Linked DNA regions of Salmo salar: region 2 is linked to region 1. Evidence: chromatin contacts called from public Hi-C data. All regions are on one chromosome and are shown on one strand. The core of a region is the stretch at or near the end of the contact, and the rest is flanking DNA. Distances in the headings are between cores, read along the strand shown.

The links. A called contact is a pair of places that touch in the nucleus more often than the background predicts.
Region 2: a Hi-C map of blood shows a contact between it and region 1, with 10 times the contacts expected there. The contact joins the promoter of mta1 here to the enhancer-like site in region 1. A contact is called at or near these places in 3 of 3 Hi-C or Micro-C datasets (blood, gill and muscle).

The regions. Positions count from the first base shown.
Region 1 is chrssa01:42,626,987-42,632,453 of Ssal_v3.1, reverse strand. All of the region lies in intron 2 of crip2 (cysteine-rich protein 2), which reads left to right. Among protein-coding and RNA genes, the nearest start is that of crip1, 29 kb to the right of the region's middle. Within about 2 kb of position 1,708, at least 2 of the 13 cell types and tissues checked have an H3K27ac peak or open chromatin away from gene starts, as enhancers often do.
Region 2 is chrssa01:42,686,613-42,692,591 of Ssal_v3.1, reverse strand. mta1 (metastasis associated 1) reads right to left here and starts at 3,639. Exons shown (of 17, transcript XM_014195485.2): 1 at 3,302-3,639. The coding sequence starts at 3,329.

The sequences.
Region 1 (5,467 bases), core at 459-2,958:
AAGCGTGGAATCCGATTGTTCGGACCAGCGTTGAACAGACCTGAGCACGGGCGCTTCCTGTTTTAGTTTCTGTCTATAGGCTGGTAGCAACAAAATGGAGTCGTGGTCAGATTTTCCGAAAGGAGGGTGGGGGAGGACTTTATATGCGTCGCGGAATTTAGAATAACAATGATCAAGGGTTTTGCCAGCTCGGGTCGCGCATTCGATATGCTGATAAAATTTAGAGAGCCTTGTTTTCAGATTAGCCTTGTTAAAATCCCCAGCTACAATAAATGCAGCCTCAGGATATGTGGTTTCCAGTTTACATAGTCAAATGAAGTTCTTTCAGGGCCATCGATGTGTCTGATTGGGGCGGGATATACACGACTGTGATTATGATCGAAGAGAATTCTCTTGGTAGATAATGCGGTCGGCATTTGATTGTAAGGAATTCTAGGTCAGGTGAACAAAAGGACTTCAGTTACTGTATGTTGTTATGATCACACCACGCCTCGTTAATCATAAGGCATACACCCCCGCCCTTCTTCTTACCAGAGAGATGTTTGTTTCTGTCGGCGCGATGCGTGAAGAAACCGGGTGGCTGTACCGAATCTGATAAGGTATCCCGAGTGAGCCATGTTTCCATGAAACAAAGAACGTTACAATCTCTGATGTCTCTCTGGAAGGCAACCCTTGCTCGGATTTCGTCTACCTTGTTGTCAAGAGACTGGACATTGGCGAGTAGTATGCTCGGGAGCGGTTCGCAATGTGCCCGTCTACGGAGCCTGACCAGAAGACCGCTCAGTCTGCCCCTTCTGCAGCGCCGTTGTTTTGGGTCTACACCCCTTCGTTGGTAATTGGTCAACAGTAGTGATTCTTGCAATTTGAGAGATGACTTGATTTCACACACATTTTTTCGCTTGGAAAATTCTGCAATTTATTAGATTAATTCTGACTATTTTGTGAAAGTGTATACTGGCTACATCGCCTCAAGATGGACAAACAGGCTATTGCATCTTTTTCTCATTTTTTAAGTGAAGGTCTTTTTTTAAGGGGGTATGCGAGTTTGGCTAGCTGCCAGCCAACTGAAGCATGCAGAAGCCTTTAGCAAGCCTCCATAGTACACATTATGCACACACACACACACACAGGCCAAGCCTTCATCCTGGCTCTATCCAAGGAGGAGGTCATAACTCTGTTACTACACACAGAATCCCCCTCACCATGGGTCCTGATACAGGTATACAGTTGATAATGGGCCTGGGTCTTACCACGCAAAGATCAAGGGAGCAGGATGAGCGGTGGTGTGTGTGTGTGTGTGTGTGTGTGTGTGTGTGTGTGTGTGTGTGTGTGTGTGTGTGTGTGTGTGTGTGTGTGTGTGTGTCTCACGAGGAATGGGGCTGTATGAGATCGGATTCAGGGTCAGGGAAAGACTAGGGCTGTGACGGTCATGGATTTTGGATGACGGTAGTTGGCCAGCCAAATGATTGCGGTTACCGTAATAACCGTTCGGATAGCGAAAAAAGAAACACGGTCATTTTCTCCTCTCCTCCACTCCTGACTGCATGTGCTGCCATAGAAATAGAATGAATAGAACTGGTGTCTCCATTCATGTCAATGATGGCATAATGGGTGGACTGGCGGCCATTGCGAGTCTACAAATAGGAGCAAAGAAGGAAGTAAAAGAAGGAAGTAAAAGCAGGAAGTGTACCCATCAACATGTGCTGTGGTATGTTAAAACAACTCAACTGCCAATACAAAAAATACATTCCATTGCATGAACCACATCAGTTAAGATCCTTTGAATGAACATTCTACATGACCATGGAAATTACTGCATCAGGCAGCCATTGCGAGTGTACACATGAGTTTACCAGTCAAATTGCCAGTTAGAGGTTCCAAGCCTGTTCTATTCATTATATTTTTTTGTGTGCTGCTGCTGCAGGGGGGGGGTGTTGCCTAGGCAACTCGTTTGCTACAACACCTTGGTTGTCACTAGTTACTACAGCGACAAAGTCAGAAGGCTCACCTACTCGACCAATCAGATGACGGAGTGTGATGACGCGTATACCAACCGACCGGCTTGCAGGGGCAGACGAGAGACATGTATTTATTTTATTTAGTGATTCATCAATGGTTTGGTAAGTTATTAGATATAGTAAAAACAACCATTATAAATGCAAAGTGTAAATCGGATATCTTATTCAAATTCAGCTTGCAAGCTTATTACAAGGTTTGCCCTTACTCATAGTTACTTGTCTTAACCCAAAATAGGTTTACTCCAATATCTGCATTGTTGTTAAATGGCATGTAGACAAACACATTGGCACATTTTGATTTTCAAAATCAACAAGTAAAACGTACACAGTTTCACAGAAATGTTCACAGAAAAAAACACTATACAGGGGAAACTCACCACCCTAACCCCATTCTAAACAGGGGAAACTCACCACCCTAACCCCATTCTAAACAGGGGAAACTCACCACCCTAACCCCACTCTAAACAGGGGAAACTCACCACCCTAACCCCATTCTAAACAGGGGAAACTCACCACCCTAACCCCATTCTAAACAGGGGAAACTCACCACCCTAACCCCATTCTAAACAGGGGAAACTCACCACCCTAACCCCATTCTAAACAGGGGAAACTCACCACCCTAACCCCACTCTAAACAGGGGAAACTCACCACCCTAACCCCATTCTAAACAGGGGAAACTCACCACCCTAACCCCATTCTAAACAGGGGAAACTCACCACCCTAACCCCACTCTAAACAGGGGAAACTCACCACCCTAACCCCACTCTAAACAGGGGAAACTCACCACCCTAACCCCACTCTAAACAGGGGAAACTCACCACCCTAACCCCATTCTAAACAGGGGAAACTCACCACCCTAACCCCATTCTAAACAGGGGAAACTCACCACCCTAACCCCACTCTAAACAGGGGAAACTCACCACCCTAACCCCATTCTAAACAGGGGAAACTCACCACCCTAACCCCATTCTAAACAGGGGAAACTCACCACCCTAACCCCATTCTAAACAGGGGAAACTCACCACCCTAACCCCATTCTAAACAGGGGAAACTCACCACCCTAACCCCACTCTAAACAGGGGAAACTCACCACCCTAACCCCATTCTAAACAGGGGAAACTCACCACCCTAACCCCACTCTAAACAGGGGAAACTCACCACCCTAACCCCATTCTAAACAGGGGAAACTCACCACCCTAACCCCATTCTAAACAGGGGAAACTCACCACCCTAACCCCACTCTAAACAGGGGAAACTCACCACCCTAACCCCATTCTAAACAGGGGAAACTCACCACCCTAACCCCACTCTAAACAGGGGAAACTCACCACCCTAACCCCATTCTAAACAGGGGAAACTCACCACCCTAACCCCATTCTAAACAGGGGAAACTCACCACCCTAACCCCACTCTAAACAGGGGAAACTCACCACCCTAACCCCACTCTAAACAGGGGAAACTCACCACCCTAACCACATTCTAAACAGGGGAAACTCACCACCCTAACCCCATTCTAAACAGGGGAAACTCACCACCCTAACCCCATTCTAAACAGGGGAAACTCACCACCCTAACCCCACTCTAAACAGGGGAAACTCACCACCCTAACCCCACTCCAAACAGAGGAAACTCACCACCCTAACCCCACTAGCAAATCAGGTGCACTTATAGGCCTCCCGCTGGCCAATCAGATAGCTCAGATCACCATGTCTGCACAGTTTCCTCGTTCCCTAGACTGTAAAAAGAAGCCTTGAACACACAGCAAAATGTATAATGTGAGATTTCAAAACGTTTAAAACCATGACTAGAGCAACTCAACGAACGCAGCAAAGAGCTGCTGTTTTTGAGTAAGTCCATGTTTAAGTTATTTTTTAAATGATTTATTTTACCTTTATTTAACTAGACAAGTCAGTTAAGAACAAATTCTTATTTACAATGGCGGCCTACCCCAGCCAAACCTGGGCCAATTGTGCGCTGCCCTGTGGGACTCCCAATCACGACCAGTTGTGATACAGCCTGGAATTGAACCAGGGTCTGTAGTGACGCCTCTAGCACTGAGATGCAGTGCCTTAGACCGCTGTGCCACTCGGGAGCCCTTATTCAGCACTGTCAATAATTTGATCAGCACTTTTATAAGCCATAAAGTCTGCGTTCTCCCTATTTCCACTCACGCTACAACCAGCACTGCAGCTGCAATTAATGAGTGTCGCAAAGTGTTTCCATAAGTTTGCGTTGTTATTATAAGCGGCTTGTCTTTTATTATATAGAGGAATATTTCACTTTCTCTGGTCATAGAAGTAACAACATGAATAGGTGCATGAAGCAGAAATGGATGTGGGAAAATTGGAAAGGCGAATGTCTCCTCCTTTTGTGTCTGGGAAGTGAGTGGGCTAGGCTCTGGGCTCTGGACTGGGATAGTTGATCCATCTTTAGGGTACTCATACTGCAGTGAATTATAACCACACACTGGGCTGGGTAATCCATCTCTCAGGTCCTACTGGTCCTGCTGTAGGGAAATACAACCAGAACTGTGAGGGGACCAGAGCTGTCTAGTGGGCACAATGAAGCCCTGTGTGCTGGATCTTCCCTCCTGACAAACCCATCAGTGCCCAGTAGTCAGAGAGAGAGACTAATATTACCAGAACGTTTACTGTATAGGCCCCATAGATGTTACAACCCCTATGGATCTGTGTCTGTCTGTTTAACACACACACACTGTGTCTGCCTGTCTGTTTCTAGCTCCTGTTACAGCGCTACATTTACTTCCTGTCATGGGTAATACATTATAGATAGTTGAGAAGAGAAGCAGGCTGTTTTCTACTCTGTGAGTTTCTGAGGGGAATAAGATGCCACGTGGGTGTGAAGGGATTGTGCGACTAAAGCAGTTTGTTCCCACAGTCGGCATTGGCACGTGGCCCTGTGCTGTGGCGTTGGTACCGTAGCCTCTTTCATCCCCCTCTGCCTGTCCACTTTTGCTGTATCTCAATTCATCCTCTCTTCCCGTCCTCCTCACTGTATTGGAGGAGAATGTCCAAGGTCCCTACCTTCTGACCTTTTTCTCCAATCCATTTTGTCGAGGCGGCAAGGAGAGAAATCGAGGAATGGAGGAAAGATTAATTAGGAAAGAGCTCTGGACTGGATGCCTTCTCTCTGGCCCAGGCCCTGATCCCTCTGCTGCCTGTCCATGCTGTTACATGACCATTTGATTTGACCACTGACAACTATTACATGACCACCATCATCCCGGCATGCATTAGGAGAGACATAGAGTCCTGACAGACCCATCTCTAAGCCTTCGACTGACCTCTGTCATCCTACAAGGCCCACACACGCTCACACCTATCCTGGGTAGGGTTGCAAAAATCTGTTAGCTTTCCCAATTTTGGGGTGGGGGGAAATCCCGGTTGGAACTCCTGGAATCATGTGGGAATAAACAGGAAATCCGGAA
Region 2 (5,979 bases), core at 2,390-4,889, 58 kb before region 1:
CCTGCCCGTCTCTCCAGCTCACTCTTCCTGCCTGCCTGTCTCTGCCAGCCCTCGCCTACCCTCCTGCCAGATCAGCCTGCATGTGCCCACAGCCAGCGTCTGCTACCCCCACCCCTCCCCCACTGCCGGCCTCAGCCAATCATGCGCCATCACTACCCGCCACGTCACAGTGCAGTCAAATTCCCTCAGAGCCAATCGTAGCATGTAGCTGAGCCCCAAAGACAGTCTGTCCATCTATCTCACTCAGATAGGTAAAGAAAATGCAGGGCCTGTTCTAACACTAGCCAAACTTGGTATGATCCTCCATACTGTCTGTGACTGTTAGAAGGCATAGCCTCCACCTTTTTCCTATCTGAGCAGTGTGTTCACCCTCTGTCAGAGAGCCTGTATCAATTCTGCTGCCAAAGAGATGCTGTCTACCACAGTTTGGCTCTGAGGAGACGCAGTGTACAAACGTCTGTGTTGCCACTGGTCACTTGTCATTTTACCGTCACAATATGTTCTCTGCTGGGAAAATATTCCGGTTATTGCTACGGATCGAAATCACATCAAATGTATTAATAAAGCCCTTGTCACATAGTACTTATACAGAAGCCCAGAGACCAAGCAACGCAGAAGTACATCACACTCAAGGGGTCAGTGATTGACATTTCCACTGAGGGCCACTTGCTGAAGATATTGCTGCTTTCTGTCCTTACGGTCTTCCTTTACCCAAACATCGATCCCATCATGCACTCTCTGCATGACATGTAGCCAATCACATTTGTAAGGAAGATTCCATGTGATAGTGCCATGGGGGGCTTTTACCAAAGAAGAGCCAATCCAACTGAATAGTAAAGCTTGTCCAAGCATCCAACTACCTGGATCCTCTCCTGAACTTTGACCCCAGGGGGCCTGAGACTACACACCTACAGGGAAAGTGGCCATGATGACAATTTGTTGCTCATTCAGTGCGTGTTAGCCAAGACAATAAGCTGAAAATGCCAGATTGATGCTACTGATCAAGCAACTTTCCTCTTATGCCAGGGACAGGAGATCAGTTTAGGATACTATGATGTTAGTTCACAATAATGCTGTGTGACTCCAAAATGAAAAACAACCAACAACCATACAGACCCTTGTTTTTATCATTTCCTTTGGGTTTTGGAGGGTAAAATGGTCAGGGACCCTAAATGCCAGATGAGGCTCGCTCTCCAGAAGAGTGATCTACAGAAAACAAAGACAAATAAGTGATCTATCGGAAGGAGTAAGGGTAAATGGACTTTGGGGTAGAAAATGTTGAGGGCCCAGAAGAGTAATCTGCTGTGGGAAACAAAGACATTAGGGCCTAGCTAGCCTACTGTGTATGTGTGACAGGCTTTGTCCACGCTTCAGCCACAAGGGAAGTCCTCCTCATTGCCTCTGTGATGATCCAGCCTTGTCTACAGCATTGTCTTTTTAAGTGTCAGCTATCTTTGAGGGGAACTCGGCTTTGCTCAGATGCCAGGCAATGCCCTAGACTGGAGAAGGGGACAAGGCACCTACCCAGAGTGGCATCCATTTGATCCTGGACCTTATTAGATTTCAGTGTACTGCCATGAGCGGTTCGACATTGAACCAAAGAGCTGAGGCAACGACTGTGGTTGTAGGGCCAAACGGGACCTAAAGGGAATGTAGCAGGTCAGAAGAGGACTGGCCACCCCTTGGAGCCTGATTCCTCTCTAGGTTTCTTCCAAGGTTACTGCCTTCTAGGGAGTTTTTCCTAGCCACTGCGCTGAACTGCCTCTGCATTGCTTGCTCCTTGGGGTTTTAGGCTGGGTATCTGTAAAGCACTTTGTGACAACTGCTGATGTAAAAAGGGTTTCATAAAATACATTTTATTGATTGACATGGCTATTCTAAATAATTTCTCCCTCTAAAATGTAGGCTTACCTTTACTATCTTGGCACTGATTGAATGGCTATTCATCAGAGGTTCTTGAGAAACTGTCAAACAGTTCCATCAAAAGTCCATCATTTCTAAAAATGAGTGCGCCGCTGTAATGAATCTGCTGTCAAAAAGATGCATTCCCCAGCTATCAATTAAAATGATCTGCCATAAACTACTCTGTGGCACCAACTGTGTGCACAGCAATGAGTGGCTTGAATTCCCCACTTTCCAAAACAATGAAATGAGTCCTCTATTAAGCAGAATCAGCATGATAACAAGCAGACAGACAGAATAACTGTTACCATTTCTGTACAGTGCCAACTAAACTCTATATTTTATGAACACTAGTGTGACAGAGTTGTCTCACAAACAAACAAATGATTCATAAACAACTGAAAGACAGTTAACATGAATTAATAGTTAGAGGGTAGGCTAGGCTATTGTTGTTACATAGTATTGTTTCCTCTATGTTAAATAGTTAAATAAGTAAAAGTGGTTTCCTCTATGACTGGTCCCATTGACCCCATCCATTACAATCCACATCTGGTGCTGCTGACACACACTGTTGTGGTCAAACAGAAACATTTTCACACCAGCTGACAATGAATGAAGCTTGGTTTAAAACCTGTGGCTCGACTAGACTACTGCTGGATACAGTTACCAATTTGTTGACAAACTAATTTAAATGTATTGCAGGGGAGTGTGACACCGGACCTCAGTATACTAACTATTCCCATGCACTGAACGAGCCAGGTGAGTCGGAAACTCATTTAAGTCAACTTCAACCCGAGTAGACTAACCTTGCTAGGTAGCTATTGTTATTGTAAAGTTGTATATATTATGAAACGCAAATGCTGATCAATTTGATATAAATTCAAAAAGGTCAGTCTGTTATAATACAGCTACTTTGACTAGACAATAGGCACTATTGTACTTTATTATAATTCTGAAAGTACAACTTCAGAGACCAGCAGCAGTTAGTAACGTTTTCGTGTTCTGCCTCAAAATACAAAATGCCAAATAGCCTGTTAGCCAACTAATGCGTTAGCTAGCCGACTGGCAAGCCAAACTTTACTTTTAAAAGCGTATCGTTGAATAATTATTTTAATAAAAACTAAAAAATGTTAACTAAAGACGACCATATTGGTTTGTGTAACAGCAGTGATACGTTTAGAAACAACGAGGGGAAAAAACCCGGGGTCCCTACGAGACTCTTCATCACCATCCTCCTCCTCCTCAGTCACCATCATCTTCATCACTGACTGAAGCACAAGGCACTTTAGCTTTAGGAAATAAAAAAAAAAGGACAAAACCATGGCTGCAAAACCCGCGACGAACCAGGGAGAACGCGACATAAAGGACACTAAATTGTCCATAACTGTGTTCCCCTTACCTCCAACCCGGTACATGTTCGCTGCCATGACTGCCCCGGGTCCTGGCGTCTCCAGGTAGGGCTATCTCTCGCAGTAGCCGTCGCTGTTACCACTGCCGCCGCTGTGTGTTGGAAAATGGTGGATTGATCAATACGAAGCAGACTAGCCAAGAGATCTTAAAGAGACAGTACCCGTTATTTCTCCAAAACCCCTACTTCTCTGGGTAGGCCTGCTGTGTTTTTAATTGAGGCGGACTTGAGTTCACCCGCGTAAAATGTGGATACAGTTCGTAACAAAGCGGTTTCCCCTGGAAGTCAGTGCATGAACGAGGGGCCACTATTCAGCATCGTTGTGTTATTTCAAAACTAACGGGAACATTTATAAAGTATTACACTGTTGCTGTTTGAGTAGCCTACAAAAAAATTAAATACATTTGATTGTGGTCTGTTCATATCTCCCTCTGTCTAGCCCACTCAACCTCACTGAAGCCAGTTCCACTGCTTTTTTCATTGTTCCCCTCTAATCAGAGACTTATTTAGACCTGGGAAACCAGGTGTATGCAATTAATTATCAGGAAGAAGAGAAAAGCAGGCTCCAGATCTCTTAGGGTAAGAGTTGAATACCCCTGGTCTAGCCTATTCATTGTCCCATCATCTTCAAAGGGAAGAGAGAGATGGATGGTGTTGTAGTTTTTAACTAGGCTATTTTGTAGGCTATGTGTTTTCAATTACTATCAGACAAAGTCTAGTTTAATTCTCTTATGATCACTCCTTTGTTTTGTAAAGGATAAGAGCAAAACAGAGTAGAATAGAAGACCATGATTAGGCAACACATGTCCTGGACTGGTAGGCCAACACTGATGTCACATAACAGCTAATTCTGAACTAAATTAGGTAAAACATCATTAGGGGATTTGCTGTTTAAAACAGTTTGATAATGGCCTTAGGTATCCACTATCCACACCGTAGTCTTTCTGGTTTGGACAGCTTCATGCCTTACAGAACTGGGGTGTGTGTTATAGCCTATGTCTGAGTCCAAGGAGATGTAGCTTGCTGTGAAAACATAATCCTGGGTGGTCTCCTTAGACAGAGAGAAAGAGAGACAGAGAGACAGACAGACAGACAGACAGACAGACAGACAGACAGACAGACAGACAGACAGACAGACAGACAGACAGTGACACAGAGAAAGAGAAGGAGAGAGAGAGAACAGAGAAAGACTGGGAGAGAGAAACTCAGGGAGAGGAGAAAAAGAGAGGGGTGAGAGAGTTTATTTTTTTTACAGAGCAGAGAGTCTATTCCAGGAAGACGGGGCTTCCTCTGATGGTGTACTGAATCTTTACCGTGTTTTAAGAGGTGATTTTCAATGTAAATTTAGGCATGGAGTAATTCCCCTGGTGTTCATCTGATCTGTACCATATGGCAGAGTTCCCAAATGGGTGGCCTGCGGGCCAAATTCAGCCCGTGTGTGATTTTATTTGGCCCCCAAAGTCACCTGAGAACAAAACAACATGAGCTCAAAGTGATTTTAATTTAGGAAATCTGTTCCCAAGTATCCCCACACATAAGAAGAGTGGCATATGTGATCGTATATCCCAATGTAATCAAGGTTTGAAATTATTATATTTTTCTCAAATACTATATCTGTTTGAGATTCTGCAGTGTACAAATTATTTATAACTCTGTTCCGGCCCCCCCAAAAAAGAAAAAATAGACCCACTGCCGAATGTAACTGAGCACCCCTTCCATATGGAAAGCTCAACTACTAGGCCAAGCGTCTGCAGTCATATGACCATGGTAAGCCAATCACAAGTCTCTATATATTTAACCACCAGTGCACTCAAAATGAAGTAATTCTTTGCAACAGTAGAGAGGGATACTATTGTCTACTTGCACATTCAAGATTAAGTAACTGTGTGTGTGTGTGTGCGCTTGCGTATATGCCACTGTAGGCTGGCACTTCTATACTTTTACCGACGTTGTGGCCAGTGTGTTGTAATTATAACTAGACAGCATCTTCCTGTGACTACACAATCCTAGCCTACATTCATCAGAGATCTAACCCAAGCCAATATGCTCTCAATTTGAACAAGAAGAAAGTTGTTTCCAACTTGTTTCCCTGTTTTATACTACGAACTGTGAGTGTGCACGTGCGTGTGCATGTGTGTATGCACTCGTGCATATGTGCGTGTGCGTGTTTGTAGGGAACTGGGAACTGTGAACAGGAGTTCCTGCATGATGCTCTTTGTTTTCTTGGCTGCTCTCTGGCTGCTGTGCAGACGTCTTTGATTGGCTGGCTTCTCTTCCAGATGTTGGTGATGTCAGAGCGCTGTACAGTCCTGGTGTTTTCCCTGAGGTTTGATTTCCAGAAAGATACTGGGCACGTTCCAGGTTGACTACATTACAGTCGTGTTGTGGACACAACCACAGTGTCAGTGAGGATGGCTTTGAGATAATGGATAATGGGATTATTGTTACTGCACCTTGCATTACTCCGTCCCTGTACTGGTATGAATGAGACAGCAGGTGGCACTGTTGTCCCATTTTCCATTACTTCCATGATGCACTAAGATGCAGTTTCCTATATTCACCAGCAGAGATCGCTACAAACGTATTTCCTCCATTGTCCTCACATGCTCCCTTGACAGCAGTGCTGAATGGACAGCAGACAGGGCAGGCTGTTCAGGCTGTGCAGCGAT